Regions from separate parts of the Mus musculus genome. Here region 1 is linked to region 2. Evidence: chromatin contacts called from public Hi-C data. All regions are on one chromosome and are shown on one strand. Each heading gives the region's core, a stretch centred on a gene start, on an enhancer-like site or on the middle of the called end of the contact. The rest is flanking DNA. Distances are from core to core; before and after follow the strand shown. Region 1 overlaps Bicc1 (BicC family RNA binding protein 1). Region 2 overlaps Gm33979 (a long non-coding RNA gene).

Region 1 (6,292 bases), core at 3,111-5,610, 230 kb before region 2:
AACCACATGGTGGCTCACAACCACCTGTAGTGGGATCCGATGCCCTCTTCTGGTGTGTCTGAAGACAGCTACAGTATAATCAGATATATAAGGTCAATAAATAAATCTTTAAAAATATCCAGTGACCAAGGACTTGAGCTGAACAGCATTCTATACCAGAGGAAGAGAAGCCAAGTGATTGTAGGCAGTGAAGGGCAAAGCAGAGATGAGAGCCAAAGATAGCCACTGTAGTGACACCCCCCACCCCCCGAAAGGGTTGAGGGTTGGAACAGTGGTTCACTGCACATGTCTGAGTGGAAGGACTTACAACTTCAGCCAACTTGGAAGGAGAGCTCTGAGGGATTACAGACTCCACCTATAGGACATTGAGATTTGGGCCTGGCCTGGTGGAAGAAACAGATCCAGGGTGTGCAAATCTGTGGTAGGATGGGCCAGGCTGGGCCAAAGCAGAAGTTAGTAAACAGCAGTTGGGTTCTCCATTAGGATACAGTGGTTTGGCTCCCAGGAAGTCACCGAGCAAGGACACATGACCCTGACCCTCAGAGTGGTGAAGACTCTCTCAGTACAATTGCTAACGGAACTGAAGTCAGACAGTGAAGGGTTTTTCTCTAGTAAAGAGTAGACTTAAAAAAAGAAAAGTCACACCAAACCCACAAGCTTAACAGATGCAGTTCCAGTCCCCCAGATAGTCTCCTGCCCCTCCCCTTGGTCACACACCCTCCTTGCTGTGAAGAGGTAAATGGTATTTAAGTTAAATACTTGATCGTGTGTTATTTGGAGATGCTCAGGCATCAGGTGCTGAGATGACTAACCCCTGACACTCCTACTGTCTTGTCTAGGGGTGTCTTCCTCTGGTGTTGATGTTTGATATGAAGGAAGACATTGAAGTGGACCCACAGGTCATCGCACAGCTGATGGAACAGCTGGACGTCTTTATCAGTATTAAACCAAAGCCCAAACAGCCGAGCAAGGTTGGTCTAGAGTCTGCACCCGATGAAGCATCTGGAATAGCCTTCCCTACCCACTCTGGTTGTTCATTTACATGGGAATAATTTCTGATACATATATTTGGCTATAAGAGTTACATTTGTAACAGTGCCCCCTCCGTTATCTGCCTCCATTTTCTTCATGGTTTTTGATTTTCATGTTAGTTTTTAGTAACATTGTTTTTCTATAAATACAGGAGAAAGAAAAGTCTATTTTTTACCACATCTGACTTGGTAATTTTGACAAGAGATCAACCAACCCAATCAATACACAGGCTAACGAAGCAAACAGACTGTTAAAAACAACCAAACCATGATGTTCAAATGGCTAGCGAACATAAAACTGTTCAGCCTCACTAGCCATCAAAGGAGAGCAAATGTAAACTCCATGAAGATCCCATGTCACCCCAGTCAGGGTGGCAGTCGGCCAGGTGCTCGTGAGGGGGTGGAGCAAAGGAAGTGCTCCCACACTGATGGTGGTAACCTAAACCAGCCAAGCTGTTAACGGAAATCAATACTGAACTCTGTCAGAAAGCCAAAGCAGACCTACTGTGTGAACAAGACACACCACTTCTGAGTATTTATTGGAAGGACTCTTAATTTGCAATCTGCTGACTACAGGCTGGTTGCTAGGGAGTAGCTAAGGAGACTCATATGTTAAGTGTATGCATGTGTGCGCATGTTCAAATCAATTTGCAGAACGTCCTGTGCTGGCTTAGCGGAGCTGCTGCTTTTTCTGTTCTCTCCTTTTCTTTAATAAAGCCCATGAGTAATGAAAGCTCTCAGCCGCCTTAGCGCCTTCTCTGTCCAATGCTATCTGGTAATTTACATGGACAGTAAATGCGCAGTGGGAGAAGTCTGATCTGAAGTGCCCTGAGAAAGCAAGAAAGGAAGACTGTTCATGCATTAATATTGTGAAGCCTGCTGCAGCTCCTTTAAAGCCTGGGACCCTGGGACCTCACCAGTGGTTGTCACTGGCAGCCATTGTGCTGCCGCTGTGCGTGCTGAGCAGAGGTGAAATGAATTGAAGGCTCTCAGAGTGGAAAAACATGTTAGGTAGCAGTACTTACACTCTTATATTTTCCAAATCACGAAGCATTGGCTGGCAGGGAGACCTGGGGCGGTGTGGGGTGTGGGGGTGCATCCCAAGTTCACCACTAGGAGAGAAAGCATGGCTACGAAATAATCCAGGGGGTTAACAAAAGTCACATGCAAAATTGTCTGTGTTCCAGGTATTAAGTATGACAATGTTATATTAATCCTCATTTTTTTCTGAATGTTTAAAACTTAAAAGATTTATAGACTGTAATTAAATTTTGAAGTTTGTGGAATGTTTTGAAGAACAGCTGAGTTTTCCCTAACTTTTTTTTATTTTTATTAAATGCTGGTTTTTAATTGCTTTATAAAGTCTAGTGAACGGACTTAGCAATGTAGAGAGCCACTGCTTTAGTGCAGGGGAATGTATCATAGAGTAAAAAATAAACCAGTAATCATCCGACTTGGTTTGGGCAGCTGTAACAGTGCCACAGAGCAGGCAGCCATGGATAAGGGAGTCTGTAGTCATGGACGCCAGCCAGCACAAGATTCAGCCTGGACCAGCTTTGGTGTCAGGGTAGGACCTGGGTCCACATTCACAGGTGCTACTCCACTCTCTCATAGAGAAAGGTGCTTGCGTGCTCTCTTTCTCTCTCTCTCTCCCTCCCTCCCTCCTTCCCCCACATCTCTTCCCTAATTCTATTCAGTTTTTTGTGTGTACACATGTAAGTGCATGTGTGTATGTGTGTGTGCACATGTAAGTGTATGTGTGTGCATGTGTGTTGATGTGTGTATATATGTATGTATGTATATGTGCAAGTACAGGTATATATGGAGATGTGCGTGTGTGTGTGTGTGTGTGTGTGTGTGTGCGTGTGTATCCATGTGTCCACACTCACGTGTGTAAGCCACAGAAGGATGTGCAGTTAGATTCTCGAGTAGGAAGTCCTGAATTACTAAGGTAGATAAATCTGCCATACTTTACTAAAATTTCTAAACCAGAGATGCCATCTTGTGTATAGAATGCTTTATGTGTATCTGTCTTGCATATGATTTCTACATGAGTAAATGTGATATTTTCTGTTCACCTGGAGGAAACAACCACACTTATTATTATTTTATTTTTTAGAGAAAACTTTAAAGCGCCCCAAGACTGGGGGAGCAAGGTTGAGTGAGTTCAGAGATTGAGACCAGGCCATGGGATTTAGACATCATAAAGCCCTGTTTGACTAACTTAATCACAAATACCATCAGTTCAGATTCCGAGAAGGGCTTGGCCAAACAAAGACAGAAATAAAAAGAATTCCAAGAGCTCAGGAGAAAAACGAACCTATGTTAGGCTGAAAGAAATTGTGTTTTGATGGCTGGATTCTAAGTACTACTACTACTACTACACACACACACACACACACACACATACACACATACATATACACACATACATACACATATGTGTTTATATATGTATACATATGTATATATACACATGTATGTTTATATATATACATATATATGCTTAGACATTTAGTATATAAAAGATATATAAATTATATAATTCTATATGTATATGACATATACATATAGGAAGTAAGGAAAATTTATATATATACACAATTATTATTATTTATAAAATATATCATTATATATAACATAATATAACACACACACATATATTTCATAAGATTTGCCACAGATGTGGTCTCACTGGGGGTTGGTGGTGCCTAGAGGTACGTCAGCTAACCATTAGACCGTGTATGTTAAAAAAAAAAAGAAGCCAACTGTAACTGTGCAATCTATACGTGATGGTGGGTTTGATTTGGCTTCTGCAGGTAATGAGGTGGTGAGGAGGAATGCTTCAGTATGAAGCCCAGAGGCTGTGTAGTGGGGCAGCTGGACTTTGACACCAAGAATTTGCTAAATTTCTAAGCATGCCTGGATAGGAATCCATACCTTAAAAGGTTAGGTAGGGATCGGGACCTGCATGCTGGCTGCCCACAGCATCATGCTCTCAATGGTTTGCAGACACATAGACACACACACACATACACACACACACATAGTAGGTGGGGACTCACGTTTTACGGGAGTGTCAGGAGCAGAGGCTGATAGGGGGTGGTATCCAGCCTCCTGTGGCCACTCATTTACATTTTCATTACCCTTCTGTCATTGTATGCCTACCTCAGTGTCATCTTTTTTCCCCCCATTATGTGTTTTCATAGTCTGTGATTGTGAAAAGTGTTGAGCGAAATGCCTTAAATATGTATGAAGCAAGGAAGTGTCTCCTCGGACTTGAAAGCAGTGGGGTTTCCATAGCAACCAGTCTATCCCCAGCATCGTGCCCTGCCGGCCTGGCCTGTCCCAGCCTGGATATCTTAGCTTCGGCAGGCCTCGGACTCACTGGACTAGGTATAAAGTTTATTATTACCACTGGGGAACGGCTTATCGGGTTCCCTGCCCTTTTCTACCATTGTGCTGTGTCTAAATTCTATTTTCTCCTCTGAGCCCCAAAGCCCGGTGACGGTGACAAGCAACCGGGTCGGGACCTGATTCATCTGGCCTGAGTTTTTTCTTTTGTTAGCCTCCGTGGTTTTGGGTTGCCCAGATTCCTCCGATGCCAGTGTAAATAATCGCAGCCTGCCTGCTCTTGTTCTCCGTGGCGCGTGTTTGTTCTGCTAAATTAAGAATGCCATCGAGATGGAGGGGAGCCGCTGACGGTGATGGATGCGCTCTGTGTTGTCTTGCTTTGGCTGTACTGCCCTCCCTCCCTAGAGATAAAGATCCAGTTTGTTCCAAAAAGTAATTGCAAATCTGGAGGGCAGCTAGAGAAGGGGGAGGGGAGAGTCCCTGAACCCACTCCCCCACCTCCCATTCCCCTACCCTACAGCTAGGCCTGATAAACCCAAGGCCAAGCCAAGCTTATACCACTCATGGAAAGTGCAGTGAGTCCTTGCTGATCCTGAAATAGTGCCCTCATCTAGAAGACCTTTCTTGTAAGCTGGCCAAGAGCTCTGTTAGCATTAGACCAGGCTTACCATTTTCCTTCTCGTTTCCCAGATGCCTTCATGTATAAGGAGAGCACAGTAGGTCACATACATAGTAGGATGGGCTGTGTTAGAGCTCACTGGTAGGATGCACGCATGAAGACCTAGGTCCGATCCCCAACACTGAAAGACGTCATGTGTGTAAAACCTGTTTGGGCTCCAAACTGTCACACTCAGACACTACTATGGTGATGCAGGTTCTTCCTCAACCAAAGCTGTCTCTTCCACACAGGCCTGAACAGCCATAGCAACACAGCAATACTGTGGACTGGGACGTCCTGGTGGACTTACAACAGTTCTCAGCCTGTGGGTCGCAGCCCCTTTGGGGGTTGCACAACCCTTTTGCAGGGGCTGCCTATCATATATCCTGTATGGCAGTTACACCAAGATTTGAAACAGTAGCAAAATTATAGTTATGAAGTGGCAGCAAAATAATTTTATGGTTGGGGGGGCTCACCACAACAGCAACTGTATTAAAGGATGGTGGCATTAGGAACGGTGAGAACTGCTGACTTAGAAGGGGCCCGTTTTATTGTGTTCTAGTTGAGAAAGTGGTTGGAGAAGCCGAGTTCCCTGAGTGGAGGAGAGGTTTCCTTGGCCACCCAGCTCCTATAACACTGACCCATGTGCACTTCAGAAAACACACAGAAATGAACATCATCTTTTAGACCCCAAATTCCCAAAGGAGAATCTCCCTGGTTACAGCAGGCGCTAGGTTTCTTGAGAGCAGAGAGAATCCAGCACAATCCCTGGGCAAGTTTTAGTCATTGGGTTGGAGCCCACAGGAGTCAGTGTGTGCTCAGACCCGCACGCAACCATCTGGTCCAGCATCCTGTGTACGAAGTATCAGCCAGCCAGTCTACCACAGGAAAGGCGCTCCTAGGCGCTGCCGCTCGTGAACGCTTGGGAAGGGCTCTGTTGGGAAGCTGATACCAAGTGAGTCAGGGGAGAATTAAAAAACAAAAAACAAAACAAACAAACAAAAAAACAAAAAACAAGCTTCTGCTTGAGCTGAGGTTCGTCCATCCTAGGTTGTCAGCGGGCTTGTGTCTAGGAGTTCTAAGTATGGCTGGCTGCTTGTGCTAGATTGGGCACACCGGTCTCCCCAATCTTATGGCATCTATTGTCTATTTGAGGACGAGCAAATTCCATGGTTGGAGATGTGGAAAAGGCAAGATTTCACGGGAATATCTGAAATAACATCAAAAGAAAAAAAAAGCGAAACAACAA
Region 2 (5,455 bases), core at 2,577-5,076:
TGGGACTATACACTTGAAAATCATCAGAACCCTGAGCAAGATTGACACACAATGCACACAAAGATGGATCTCAGAAACCCGAATTTCTGAGATTCACCACTATGGACGTTCGCACCCCATCACAACGGGCTGAAAGCCACCCAGGCTTGCTCTGTGCTGTAGAAGTCACTCTGGCTGACCTAAGCCACTGTCTCCATCAACAACCCCAAGAGGCATTCTCATCTCAGGAAGCCTCTTGCTTCAGATCTTGCAAAGGACATTTTCCCTGGGGATTTCTTGACCCCTGAAGCAGTTCCTGCTCTTTGTTTTGTATTTTGACTCTTTCTTTCCAGTCTTCTTCCTGACATATTTGCTGCTCAGTCACATAGTGCTGCCATTCTCCAAGATTATGTTCAACGCCCACTGCTGTCACTCACTGTCCTCCATCAGTATAGCTACATTTCTGTCCCTACTGGCTGGTTCTTCTGTCCTGAGACTCGGGTGCACGTTCTCAGTGATCTCTGTATTCTTGTCTCTTTCAATACCCACATACCTGGAACTGGACCAGTCCTTATACGCCCTACTACTCAGAGGAATTTGCTATTTTTTTTTTTCATGCACCACAGACATAGTGGGAATGAGCCCAGGTATTAAGGAAACAGCTTGGTGAATTTCCAGAAAGATAGACACACCTGTGTAGGTAGAATCCACGTAAGAAATCGGATAAAAATTGTTACCCTTCCTGTTATTCAACCACTATTGTACCACTCAAGACGTGACACGGTCTGGATTCCTAATACTACAGATCAATTTATATTGCTTTGCATTTTATAGAAATGGGACCAGATAGTGTGCCCTTTCTGTGTTTGCCTTTTTAGCACAATATATTTATTTATGGGATTCATTCATGTTTTCTATAGCCGTCACATGTTTGTTCTTATAAATTTGTGGCACGCTATTACATGAACACTTATACTAATAAGCCACAGTCTGATTCTCTGACCTATTGCTGATGGATTTTTTTTTTTTTTTTGGCTGTTTTAGACATGGAGGTATCAGATACAATTTGTTGTTCTTGCACATGTCATTTGGGAGACCACAAGTGCACATTTCTGTTAGTTACAAGTACACATTTCTGTTAGTTACATCTAGAAGTGGGAGTATGGAAGTCACCCTTTACATATATGCCCAGATACTTTACCAAAGAGTTTTTTTCAGCTTGCACTCACAATAGCAATGAATGGGGTTTCCCATTTCCTCGAGGGTGCTAACACATGGTGTCATAGGCTCTATTTTAGTCATTTCCAGGCATGTGCGAGTTAATTTATATTTCCCAGGAAGAGTATTTACTAATTATCTTGGTATTTTTCCATCTCAGTAGGACGGTACCGTCCATTTACTCGGCCACAAGCTAGACAATCAAACGCATCCTCTTATTCCATTACCTTTACAGAAGTGTTCCTCAGATCTCTGAGAAAACTATCGGTTATCTCTAAATCTCTCTGTAGGGCCTCACTGCTGTTCCTCAACACAGGAGATTCATAACACAGGAGTCACAGGGAGATCCTTTCCCTTTTGTCTCCAGATAAAGATCCATCACATCAATGATTTCAAACCAGATCTGCATGTTCCGGCCATGTTCAAATTCCCATGATGCCCTCTTCCATCACATGACTAGAGAACGTCAGAGCCTCTGAAAGGGCACATAGGACTTGCCTGTGCCTGCTGCCACCTCACCTGTGCCCAGCGTTGTCTTCCCAGGGCTTCACATGCCATCAATATATGATCATCAAATTAGTGTTCCTTTCCCTCCAGAAAGCCTGGATCAGCTACCTTCTTACTCCAAAATCCACTTTATACAACTTACATCATTCCTGGTTAACATGCTAAATGACTGCCAAACTATGAGATATTTTGTCCTGTGGGATATTTTTTTATTTTAATAGAGAGTAAATAACAATTTTTGGAATAGTGGAATTTCTAGCATGAATATTCAGAAAAACACAAATTTATATCATAAAGCATTATTGTTTTTTGTTTTAAAGACTTATTTATTTAATGTGTATATGAGTACTCTGTAGCTGTAGAGAAGGTTGTGAGCCATCATTCAGGACCTCTGCTCACTTAGGTCAACCCCCCCTTGCTCTGGTCTAGAGATTTTATTGATTATTATATCTAAGTACACTGTAGCTGTCTTCAGATGCACCAGAAGAGGGTGTCAGATCTCATTACAGATGGTTGTGAGCCACCATTTGGTTGCTGGGATTTGAACTCATGACCTTTGGAATAGCAGTCAGTGCTCTTAACCGCTGAGCCATCCCTTCAGCCCCACAAAGCATTATTCAATGCACAAAACCAGCCATTAAAATTGCAGCTCCTGAAAATATTTAGGGAAGAAAAAAGTTCATATACCTGTATAAAGCCTTACATTACATTAAATTGCAGATGAATCAAAGGTTTTTTAGAGGAAAGTGTCTTTTGAAAGTAATCTCAGGATAGGAAAAGCCTTTGTACACCATATAAGGAAGAAATTATAAAAGAAAATGTGAGTAAATTTAATCTCATAGAGTAATTAAGCAATTTTTAATGTCAGGATAAATAAGGTTAGAGAACAAAGTGAACTAGACCTAGGCACAGAGTTCCTAGAGATTGCTGCTGTTGCTGGAATGGATATAACCTGTGGAGAACAAAGTGGCACTTGTGCCAAAACACAGAACCACTGGCCGATGACATATGGTGACATTGTTTATGACATTCTTGAAAAGAGAAGTACAGTACATTCTTTTAAAAAAAGAACTTACTTTTCAAATGTTATTTGTGTGCACACAAGCGTGTGTGTACGCATGCATGCCTCATGTATGTGTGTATATACACATGTGCGTGAGTGTGTGTATGCATGTGCATGTATGTGTGCCTGTATGTGTTTGTGCCATGTCTGTGGGTGCTAGAAGAGGCCAGAAGAAGGTACCAGATCCCCTTGGATTAGAATCATAGGTAACTGGGAGCCATCATGTGGATGTTGGGAATAAAACTTGGGTTCTCAGTAAGAGCAAAACACACTTTTAACTGCTAAGCCAATTCTCTGGCCATATATTCTGATTTTAAAAACGGTTTTAAGGTGGAGAGCTAGGTATAGGTTGGACACAATTTTGCACATTGTGTTATGCTATGCAACTGGTGTTCATGTAAAAGTGGAGAATATCTCAGTGGCCACAGATTCTGAGCCGGGAGACAGTGACACTTTTCTCCCTTGTCTATTTGAATCTGTACAGTCGTGTGGCAGATTCGATATTCAATAAATGTTTGGTGGAAGGAAAGGTTCAGCAAAGAGCAAAAACGGGAAGAAAAGGGAAAGCATTTGGGGGGCTAACATATGAATAGTGCTTGATCCGTTTGGGGTCATTTTTCTGTTTTCCCCGTACTGTTGATTATCATTTAATGTACGGTTTAAAGTCCATTGATAAATGAAAGCTTCACAGAAAGAAAGCTATGTGTTATCATAGAGTGGCGTGAGGCTGAGGAGAGAAAGCCTCCACACAGAGAGCAAGGGTAGATTTGAGTTTCGTCTGCAGTTTAGTTTAGTTCTCTCTCTCTGTCTCTCTTCTGTCTCTGTGTCTGTGTCTGTCTCTCTCTCTGTCTCTCTCTCTGTGCTGTCTCTCTGTCTCTGTCTCTGTCTCTGTCTCTCTGTCTCTCTCTCTCTCTCTCTCTCTCTCTCACACACACACACACACACACACACACACACACACACACACGAAAAGTAACCATTTCATCCTGCCGTAAGAATGGAGACCACAGGCTCTCAACTTGACAGATGGTGCTGAATCTCCCAAGGCAGCTTTCTTCTGGCAGCAGAAGTCCCTGGAACAAGCTGACCCCACCTTAGCCTCCCTGTTGAGAATCTGCTGGGTTCATCCTGACTGCATTTTCTGTGCTTTGACCTACTTGCTTTTCCTTGCCTTCCCCAGCCCCAGCCCCAGCCCCCGCCCCCACCCCCCACCCCCCACCCCCACCCCCGCCCCCGCCCCCACCCCCGTCCTGCCCCCCCCCCCCGCCCGCCCCCTTGCCTCCTCGGGTAGCCTTTGCATTTCCCCCTCAGTTGTTGATTTCCATCTTATTCGTCCTCTGAGCACAGCATCCAGTTCTAGTTTCTGCAATACAAAAAAGAAACACGCCTGTCTGCCAGGAGAGGAAACAGGATGCTGAAGGGCTGGTTTGTCCCACACAAAGTTCTTCTGTCTGGATCCCCTCCCAGAATCCTTAGGAGAAGAGACTGCTGCCAGTGGGGTGGGGATATTTCAGAAGGGATTTGGCAAGGCAGCGTTTGATTTCTCTCCCTACTGAGGACTCACTCGGGCCAGATTACAGCAATGCAGACACTTTGGGGTTTGCCCTAAACACCCCGAGGAGCCAAGGCTGGTACTCACTGTGTTATCTAGGCTGGTTGCAGCCAGCCAGGCTCCTGCCAGGCTCCAGCCAGCCCGGCCAGACACTCACAAAGGCCTTCCAACCTGTCCCCTAATGTTCACACAGACTACCTATTTCTTTGAGTAGAAACTGAATTAGCACTGGTCATTTATTTATTTGTTCATCTATCTATCTACTTATTTATTTATTCATTCATTCAAGTCATAGGCTTAAAGAACGGGAGTACGTGATAAATTTAAGTCCTTCTGGTTTGGGGGGGGGGGGAAGCGAGTAGTGTCGGGGTTCTGACCACACACCGGACTCATTCACTTTCTGCGCTCTCTGGATAACTGTAACACGGGATTCTGCAGGCATCGGATGGAAAAAAAAATATTAAAACACACCTTTTGATTGTACAGCTCCTGTGGTGGAAACTAAGGCCAGAGACTTAACCTCCTAAATTGCCTGTCTTCTCCTAGCCAAACAGACAAGATGGAGGACGTTCACAGATAGAAGGGAGGGTCTCAGAGTTTCCACCCGTTTTGTGTTTGTGAGTGTAACAGTTGTTCTACGTGTCATTTTGTGAGTCTGACTCACAGTTCAAGCAAATGGTCTGGGGTGTCCTTCCCATAGGAACGTGTTTTTCTGTTAGTCGCCTCTTCCAAGGACAGAGTTTTATCTTTAATCTATGAAAAAAGCTCTTTTCTGCTCTGAGTGTTCTGACTATGGGTCTATTAAGACACTATTTCCCCATATTTATTAAGATCTGTTTTCCCATAATCAGGGGTTCCTACGGGCATTTCTGGTAGAGGAGAGGTGAATGTGGGTCTCATCCTTAGTGTGCCTGGGTGCTTGTGACAAAAATCTGACACAAAGCAACTCAGGCATTTAGGAAGGCTGGTAGGGATCACAGGTCAGCCGGAGAATAACCCCAAAGAGCTGTGTTTTAGGAAGAGGAGCCAGCGCAACTTTGGAGGACTGGGTGTCCAGAGAGTGTTGAGAGCTGTTTCCGTTATTATTCTTTTTCAGTGGCCCATGCTTGTCCTCTCTGTGTTTCATCTGCTCTTTA

What was found. A called contact is a pair of places that touch in the nucleus more often than the background predicts.
Region 1: a contact with region 2 is called in a Hi-C map of cortical neurons, with 2.6 times the contacts expected there. The contact joins two enhancer-like sites. A contact is called at or near these places in 6 of 484 Hi-C or Micro-C datasets (cerebellar granule neurons, cerebral cortex, cortical neurons and 3 more) and 1 of 9 other capture datasets (embryonic stem cells).

Annotation. Positions count from the first base shown.
Region 1 is chr10:70,948,074-70,954,365 of GRCm38.p6, reverse strand. It overlaps Bicc1 (BicC family RNA binding protein 1), which reads left to right. Exons shown (of 21, transcript NM_031397.3): 9 at 840-971; 10 at 4,241-4,427. Among named protein-coding and RNA genes, the nearest start is that of Gm24486, 69 kb to the right of the region's middle. Within about 2 kb of position 4,360, at least 58 of the 459 cell types and tissues checked have an H3K27ac peak or open chromatin away from gene starts, as enhancers often do. A contact at or near this core is called in cerebral cortex, cortical neurons and stem cell-derived neural stem cells, where this site is marked.
Region 2 is chr10:70,716,057-70,721,511 of GRCm38.p6, reverse strand. All of the region lies in intron 2 of Gm33979 (a long non-coding RNA gene), which reads left to right. Among named protein-coding and RNA genes, the nearest start is that of Gm33979, 21 kb to the left of the region's middle. Within about 2 kb of position 3,826, at least 91 of the 459 cell types and tissues checked have an H3K27ac peak or open chromatin away from gene starts, as enhancers often do. A contact at or near this core is called in cerebral cortex, cortical neurons and stem cell-derived neural stem cells, where this site is marked.